3 separate regions of the Pan troglodytes genome follow, and all the other regions are linked to region 1. A link is a contact called in public HiChIP or PLAC-seq data. All regions are on one chromosome and are shown on one strand. Each heading gives the region's core, a stretch centred on a gene start, on an enhancer-like site or on the middle of the called end of the contact. The rest is flanking DNA. Distances are from core to core; before and after follow the strand shown. Region 1 holds the start of HAT1 (histone acetyltransferase 1). Region 2 holds the start of DLX1 (distal-less homeobox 1). Region 3 holds the start of DLX2 (distal-less homeobox 2).

Region 1 (2,762 bases), core at 212-2,711:
CGACAGAGAGACCCTGTCTAAGGAAAAAGAAACTGTCCATAACTTCAAAAGACAAGTAATCGAAAAAAATAATCACACCAAAACAGCCTTAATACACGTACAAAGTAATAGCAATTATACATTATTAAATGTTGTAACTTGAAGGGTCTCTAGAATGTACACAAGAGAATTGTATTATAGTAGTCCAACCCTAAAAGAGAAGGGAGGAGTTCAGGAACAAAGTCTTTCTCAAAGGGCATCTAAATACGATCCTCGGAATACTAAAGTGTGACAGATTAACGAGACGACTACGAAGTCAGTCGAGATCCAAGTGGGAGCGCCAGAGCAGGGCAAGGCAGCAATGCGCTAGCTCAGAAGTTGACTGTAGTGGAAGGTAGACGGAGACCTGGAAGAGGAGGAGGATCTGAGCATTAAAATCAGCTGGCGGGAACAGGACCAGATGTACAAGAGCTGAAGCAAGCAGCAGTGGACAAAAGGAATGGGAAGAGAAACAGGCCCCAAGGCATGTGGCATTTTACAAGCCCAAATCATGACGCTTTTCCCTGGCGTCTTCGGCCCTCGGTAGGGGCCGGGTTGCTGGCAGAAGGCGCAGAACCCCAAGCAGTTGGGGGCGGGGGCGCGGACCGCCGCCAACAAGGAGCTGCTGAGCTGAGAGTTCCGCACTTCCGGTCCCAAGCAGGCCTTCTGGAACCCAGGCTACAGCCCGAAAGTTCTAGGCGGGCATTGTCACCACCGTCTCGGTGTTCTATCCCCGATCTGGCCGCCTCCTCCCCTTGGTAAACTTTTCCCGGTAACTTACCCGCCATTTCCGAGCTACGAGCACCCGCGGCTGAGGAAGGACGAATCAACCCGCGCGCTCCCGGGCCGGAAGTGACCGCACAGTCTGACATATTTTCCCCGCCCACTCCCAGCGTGACGTTAGCCAATTAAAGGAGGCGTGTCCAGGCGCCCGGCGGCGGAAGCGCCTCAAGAGGCGGGGCTAACGCCGAGAAGTCTGCGCGGGCCGTTGCCTAGCCACTGCGAATGCCGTCAGCCGCTTTGCAGGCCTGAAGTGGAGGGGGCCGCAAACGGACCTTCGCGGTTGAGATGCTCTCTGGCCCTAGGAAAGTTTCTCTGGGGTTGATTTGATCGATACAGACACTTTACGCCTGTTTTCCATACCCGTCCCTGAGATGTTTTGGAGACTGGCTGAAAATCTTTCCTCTTGGCCTGGACAGTGCATCCAAACACCTGAGCCCTGTGGGCAATTTTACCATTTTACCTAGGTAAAATGTAGAGGTTGAGTTTCAGTTGCGGGAGAAGTTTTCACTTGTTTTCCTCATTTGTTTCTCATTTTGCTGTAAAGTTTAACATCTTTTTTCCTTTCTCCCCTGTTTTTAACGTATACAGTATGATATTTAGGTACTCTGCTTTCACTCTTCAGGTTACTAAGAACCATTTAGCGCGCAAAAATCGTTACCTAGGCCGGGCGCGGTGGCTCACGCCTATAATCCCAGCACTTCGGGAGGCCGAGGCGGGTAGATTGCCTGAGCTCAGGAGTTCGAGACCAGCGTAGCCAACATAGTGAAACCCCGTCTCTACTAAAAATACAAAAATTAGCCAGGCATGGTGGCAGGCGCCTGTAATCCCAGCTACTCGGGAGGCTGAGGCAGGAGAATCGCTTGAACCCTGGAGGCGAAAGTTGCAGTGAGCCGAGATTGCGCCACTACACTCCAGCCTGGGCAACAGAGTGAGACTCCGTCTCAAAAAAAAAAAAAAAAATTGTTACCTAATAAATACCTCAAGTAGCCTGATGTAGTCTTGCATGCCACATGTCCTAGTGGTTTGAATTACATCACAAGGTGCTACCTGATTTTAGCCATAGGCCTTGTTAGTATTTAGTAGCTGTAGGAACTGCTTTCCCCAGAGGATAAACCACTATTTAGGTATCCACAAATATTCCCACAATGTTGGCTATACACCAGAATTCCTTATCTCAACAAATATTTGTTAACAAGTTTTACAGTGATGCACGCTAAAGCTTAAATGGACCCTTGGGATGATGGTCTAGAACTAACACACCCTCTCATTTTAGAGATGAGGAAACCAAAGCCCAGAAAAGATAAACTGCCCAAGTTCATTCTCAGTATGCAACCTATGCAGAGTGCAGTTCATCAGATACTCAGCCCAGTATTTATTTGCTCAACTATATAGAGATGGCTTTCCTGAAGATAAAGATCAGAAAAGGTACTGAGAATGCCCAGATCCTTTTTCTTTCTTTCTTTCTTTTTTTTTTTTAGACGGAGTTTCACTCTTGTTGCCCAGGCTGGAGTGCAATGGCACAATCTCAGCTCACCACAACCTCCGCCTCCCGGGTTCAAGCGATTCTCCTGCCTCAGCCTCCTGAGTCGCTGGGATTACAGGCATGCGCCACCACACCCAGCAATTTTGTATTTTTGTAGAGACGGGGTTTCTCCATGTTGGTTAGGCTGATCTCGAACTCCCGACCTCAGATGATCTGCCCATCTCGGCCTACAAAAGTGCTGGGATTACAGGCGTGATCCCAAGAAAAAGGTTTCAAGATCCTTTTTCTGGAAACCTAATGATACACAAGAAATTACAGTCATAGGCCGGGCGTGGTGGCTCACGCCTGTAATCCCAGCACTTTGGGATGCCGAGGCGGGCGGATCACGAGATCAGGAGATCCAGACCATCCTGGCTAACATGGTGAAACCCCGTCTCTACTAAAAATACAAAAAAAGTAGCCGGGCGTGGTAGCGGGT
Region 2 (2,700 bases), core at 75-2,574, 170 kb before region 1:
AGGCCGCGAGCTCCGCCCTCTCCGGCAGAGCTAGGTACTGAGTTTGCTGGAACCTCCGGTTCAAAGCCTGCAACTGCAAACTGGAATAAATCGTCCTGGGTTTACGGATCTTTTTTCCCTTGCCATTGAAGCGCACTTCACCGCCTTCCACCACCGTGCTCTTCTCCGAGTCCGCCCCTGGAGGGACAGCAGAAGTAGGGCCCGTTGTTAATACGAGGGGCCGCCTTTAGTGCGAGCAGCCGAGAGCGAGTGGCTACCGAAGGGTGGCGGAGGCAGCACCAGGGAGAGAACGTTCAAGAAACTCTGAAAGCCAGGGAAGGGTCCCCCAAAATCCGAGGGCCTGTCCCGGGCCGCTGCAGGAGGGATAGAGCCGTTCCCAGGAGCGCAGCTCCTGCCTTTGCAGGAAAAGTTTGCTATTTTTGCAGGCGGTAGTTGAGGTTTAATTACCCTTAATTGCATACATTGTTTATAGCGCTACGCAATAAATAATTACCGAGACTAATACGTGCACATGTGGGTTTCTGTTTTCCAGCGGGGCATTGTGTGCTCTGCACACCGAGCCGCCCAGAGGCCCAGCCAGTGCCAGGAGACGCTCTGGGATTTATCCTTTGCTGGATAGTTGCAAATTGAGGGAATTTTTTAAAAAATTTATTTGCTGTGACAAGGATCTATAGATTGGTATTCGAAACCTCCACTGCTCCCGCGCCCTCCCCACCCCCACCCCACCTCGCTCTCCTCTCTTCTCTTTCTCTCTCTCTCCCTCTCCTCTTCTCCCCCGCTCCTTCTTTCCCTCTCTCCCTTGTACCTCCTCCTCTCCCTCTCCCTGGCAAGCGCACGTACCTGGGTCCTCCAGGCGGCTCTGGGCGAGGCTGGCGCTGCCCGGGTAGGACTGCACCGAACTGATGTAGGGGCTGGATGCGTGGCTGCTGACCGAGTTGACGTAGGGGTAGCCCAGCGGTCGGGAGAAGGACGAGGCTGAGCTGTAGGCGCCGTCGGGCTGCGAATGGCCCGCCGAGTGTAAACAGTGCATGGAGTAGTGCCCGTGGGACATGGGAGAAGGAGACATTTGCTGGTTGGGCGGCCCAAACTCCATAAACACCGCCTTGCCCGACACGGGGCTGTTGAGACTTTCTGGCATGGTGGTCATGGTCATCTCTTCTCGCGGGGTCTGGGTATGGGACTTTCTCTCCTCTGCTTCCCTTTTGGGGGTCTCTATGTTTCTCAGGACAGGAAGGAACCCAATTTAAGCGGAACAGGGGTTTTCACTTTCCATTCATAAGAAAATGGAGTTTGTCTCTTTGAAAAGTCTAAGCATGATGCTGCTGAGCTCCCCAAACTCGGTTCAAAGCTTTGACTCAGCCAAGGTCATAAATATTCATGAGCTGGCGGAGCTGATTGGTCCGCTGTCTTGCATAATCACTGGGGATTGGTCCGAGGCGCTCGGGCTCCGCTGGACTAGAGCGGGCGAGGCGGCCCGGCCTCGGGAGAGACGCATCCACACTTCCCGGCCGGGGCTCCTCTGCAACAGAGCGCGCCGGGCAGGAAGCACAATGGGCTGCGGCGTCTGCGCCGGGGCCCCTGCGGCCCGCGGTTCATCGGCCTCCCGCCTCCCTCGCGCGCTTTCCTCCCCAGGAACCAACCAGCGGCTCCGCGCCGCCGCCCCCTTACCACTGTCCCCACCCTTCAGCGGTCCCTAACACCAGACACCGGGGACCGCTTCTCGTCGCTGCCACTCAGTTCGGCGCAGAGCTAGGGCGGCTCAGGAGGAGCCTGACCTCTGCCTCTGGAGCGCGGAGTCGCGCACTGGGGGCGCCCGAGGCGGCCAACAGACAGAGGTTCTCCTAAGAGCCTTGTGCCTAGCGCAGCGCCCATCCGGCCGCGCCTCCCCGGTACGCTCTGCCACATCCCTGGAGTCGGGGCTTAGGGGCCCTCCCCGCGAACTCACTCACTCGGCCGCTGCGCCAACGCCGCTGTCGCTCCCTGGGGCCCGCTCGCATTGCTCCAGGCCCAGCTGGCCACTCCAGCTCGAGGCTGCACGGGTCTGATTAAAGCAGTGCGCGTGGAGAGCCAGGAACCCGCGCTTCTCCTCCCAGGAAAGGCGGCTGCACCGCCCCCTCCCCCAACACACACATCCTCTTTCCCTCCCAGCCTTCCTCCTCCTCCCCCTCCCTTCTCCACTCCCCATGCGCGGAGAGCCCCGGGCTCACTCGCCCCGAGAGCGCGGCTCAGCGTGGAGCCCAGGAGGCCTAGGGGCTCAGATCTGCTGGAGCCACCGACGCCAGGTGGTCATTTTCCGGCCTCCTGAGGTCTAGCGAGACTTCCAGAGTTTAGGAGTCCCTGGGGGACACCGAAACCCGCAGCAACCCCAGGCCTGTGGTAGGCTCCCTTATCTATGTGTAGACGTCTCTCGTTGCCACCCAGGATCTTCCTCACCTCCAGTGGCCAAAGCGCGCGCCACCAGGCCTAGGGGGCAGGGCTAGTGGAGGCAAGATCTGCCGCTGCTCCTTCTGTCTTCTGGGGTGCTAGGTACAAAAAAGTGCACAAGAGCCCCCACCCCATCGCCACTACTACCAATACAGCCAGCCCCTCGCGGTGTGGCGTACACCACCCTGGCTGTAAGTGGATGTTGGTTCCCCATCCCGCCAGCCCCACGGTGAATCCCAAATTACTTTGTTAGGTAATTAGAAAGTGTTGATAATT
Region 3 (2,700 bases), core at 126-2,625, 190 kb before region 1:
TGAATGCTGGAGTTTTAATTACACACTTGCTTTTTCTGGGGAAGAAGACCAAAGATCATATTTTTGAAGGTATCAACTTGTTTTCCATCAGACAGTTGTTTTAACAAGTTCTTTCAGCGACATGTTATGTCTTTAGGAAAGGGTGCTTCAGATGGTGCGCACTAGCACAATTTTGTGGCTTTTAATTACTATTTTGTTCTTTTGGGGGGTTTCAGAGGCTGGCGCCTGGGCGTGATTAGACCGTCTACCCCGCCCCCCGCAACCTCGCACACTGCCCACCAGGTGGCGCCACAAAGCAAGCGCTGCCGCAGAAACTTCGGACTTGGGAGTCCAGCAAGTCGTGCAGTCCATCACCGTCGGGCCAAGGTTTCCAACTACAAGGTTATAGAGACAGAGGAAGTCACCATTTCCGATTTTTTAAAAAACAGAAGGAAAAGAAAAAAATTGCAATGATAGGGTAGAACAGGGTCCTAAAATGCAAAACTGTAAAACAGGATTAAATTCAACAAACCAGATAAAACTTTTTATATTTGTTGTAAATTTACAGAGAAGTGATAAATCTAGTATCTACTTGATAAATCTATAATCTCACCTATTATCCTATTTCCTTTTTCGCAAGAGCATCGAATTTTCAAGGACAACTGGTGAACCTTTCCACCCGAAGGAGGAAGTCCTCGGGATGGCTTTCAGGGTGTCATTTACTTATCAAACGTATAGAATTACTCAGAGTCTCGCGTGTCGGGAAAGTACCAGGGAAAGTGGTTTCAAATATACTATTAGCAATAATACCTTTAAGTTTATGTAGCTTCTCTTTCAAGCAACAAGGAAGACCCGTTTCAATATTATATAATTAATTGTCCTAATATCCCTGCGGATTGGTTAGGAAGCGAACATTACACGTGGTTTGTGGATAATTAAATCAATTGATTATGTCAAGTGCCGAGTGGCTAACAAGAATAAATGCCAGACACTTCGAGGAAAAGTGGAGATAGAGCTGGCTGGACTCTGGGCACCGATGTACTTTAATGTGTTTGAAAACTGACCTCGGACATGAAAGTACGAATCACTGGAACTGGCACTTGCTCACAGAATGGGAGAGGGGACTCCACTTCTTCCTCTGAGGCAAAACGCCAGTCTGTCTCCACGCCTTCTGTCTTCCTGCTGCGGGCCACCCTGACTCCTCGCTACCTCGACCCCTCGCCTCGCTGCTCACATTCGGCGGCAGTCTGTTTGCACCTGGGGCCGCTGCAGCCGCAGCCGCAGCCACAGCGCCCACCATGTGACGCCCGCCCCCTGGCCGGGCGTTCCCGGAGCTCCGCGGCCGTTTGCTTCTGATTGGCTGTTGCTAGGTGACGTCGCCAGCGCTCACGTGACGAGTGTTAAATGCCCACACTGCAGGAGCCCGCCTGGCAGACAATCGTAAAGCCGCTCGGGGCCGCTCACCTGCTCCCGCCTCCCAGAGTCCCGACCCGGCCCAGCCACCCCTGCCCCCTCCATTGCCCGCCCCCCGCCAGAGCCCGCGCTCGCGCTGGGCAAGGAGCCGAGCGGGCCCAGAGGCCGAAAGAGGATGCGACCAGAGGCAGCTGTCCCGAGCAGCGCACGGTGATCGCCTCCCCCGGAGGAGGAGGCGCCTAGACGGTTGCCTCCTTTCTTGTTTCCCCACCACCACCCCCGTAATTACATTGGCTGCTGGAGGGGACCGGGAGAGACAGAGGAGGCGCCTGGCTTCCCCCGCACGCACGCCACCTCTGCTCTTTCCCGTCTCGGGCCAGGATGACTGGAGTCTTTGACAGTCTAGTGGCTGATATGCACTCGACCCAGATCGCCGCCTCCAGCACGTACCACCAGCACCAGCAGCCCCCGAGCGGCGGCGGCGCCGGCCCGGGTGGCAACAACAGCAGCAGCAGCAGCCTCCACAAGCCCCAGGAGTCGCCCACCCTTCCGGTGTCCACCGCCACCGACAGCAGCTACTACACCAACCAGCAGCACCCGGCGGGCGGCGGCGGCGGCGGGGGCTCGCCCTACGCGCACATGGGTTCCTACCAGTACCAAGCCAGCGGCCTCAACAACGTCCCTTACTCCGCCAAGAGCAGCTATGACCTGGGCTACACCGCCGCCTACACCTCCTACGCTCCCTATGGAACCAGTTCGTCCCCAGCCAACAACGAGCCTGGTATGCACAACGCTGGAGTCAAGAGTGCCGAGTCGGTCTAGTTAATGGGATGGATGGGTAAACGTGTTTGGGGCGGGGGGCCGTCGAAAGCCCTGGATTTTCACGCTGCCTGCTCACCGCCCGCTTGTGCCCTTTACCCTCCCCAGCCTCCAATCTGCCGCAGGTCGCCGGTTACGTCCCTCTCTCCGTTGGTGGGACCTGGTGGCCTCAAGAGCCAAGTGGGCGTGCTCTGCCTGCCTCATAAGGGCATCTCCTTGCCACCAGCTTCTTTCTCTTCGGTGTGCACTTGTCTCCCCCTTCCCTGGAGGGTACAGCTCCCGGGGTCGGTGGCGGCTCCGATCGCACGCTGCGAAGTTGCGCCTGCCCGTGGCGCCACAGTTCAGGGCACCCACCTCCTTGCTCAAGCCAAGTCCCCCCCGCCGGGCCCTCTAGGAGGGCGGGAACTCCAGGACCCCTGGGTTGCGCTGTTCTTACGATTCTTTATCGTTGCAGAGAAGGAGGACCTTGAGCCTGAAATCCGGATAGTG

The links. HiChIP or PLAC-seq counts read pairs in DNA pulled down with a chosen protein or histone mark.
Region 2: a contact with region 1 is called in an H3K4me3 HiChIP or PLAC-seq map of stem cell-derived excitatory neurons, with 2.4 times the contacts expected there. The contact joins the promoter of DLX1 here to the promoter of HAT1 in region 1. A contact is called at or near these places in 1 of 7 Hi-C or Micro-C datasets (stem cell-derived neural progenitor cells) and 1 of 1 datasets of contacts at active chromatin or transcription factors (stem cell-derived excitatory neurons).
Region 3: an H3K4me3 HiChIP or PLAC-seq map of stem cell-derived excitatory neurons shows a contact between it and region 1, with 2.5 times the contacts expected there. The contact joins the promoter of DLX2 here to the promoter of HAT1 in region 1. A contact is called at or near these places in 1 of 7 Hi-C or Micro-C datasets (stem cell-derived neural progenitor cells) and 1 of 1 datasets of contacts at active chromatin or transcription factors (stem cell-derived excitatory neurons).

Annotation. Positions count from the first base shown.
Region 1 is chr13:73,971,487-73,974,248 of NHGRI_mPanTro3-v2.0_pri, reverse strand. It overlaps HAT1 (histone acetyltransferase 1), which reads right to left and starts at 1,461. Exons shown (of 11, transcript XM_001146318.6): 1 at 800-1,461. The coding sequence starts at 890. The region is part of intron 1 of SLC25A12 (solute carrier family 25 member 12); the gene reads left to right.
Region 2 is chr13:74,143,141-74,145,840 of NHGRI_mPanTro3-v2.0_pri, reverse strand. DLX1 (distal-less homeobox 1) reads right to left here and starts at 1,324. Exons shown (of 3, transcript XM_009443764.3): 1 at 841-1,324; 2 at 1-177. The coding sequence starts at 1,153.
Region 3 is chr13:74,160,651-74,163,350 of NHGRI_mPanTro3-v2.0_pri, reverse strand. It overlaps DLX2 (distal-less homeobox 2), which reads left to right and starts at 1,375. Exons shown (of 3, transcript XM_016950040.3): 1 at 1,375-2,173; 2 at 2,666-2,700. The coding sequence starts at 1,774. It also overlaps a transcript of LOC107973828 not described here.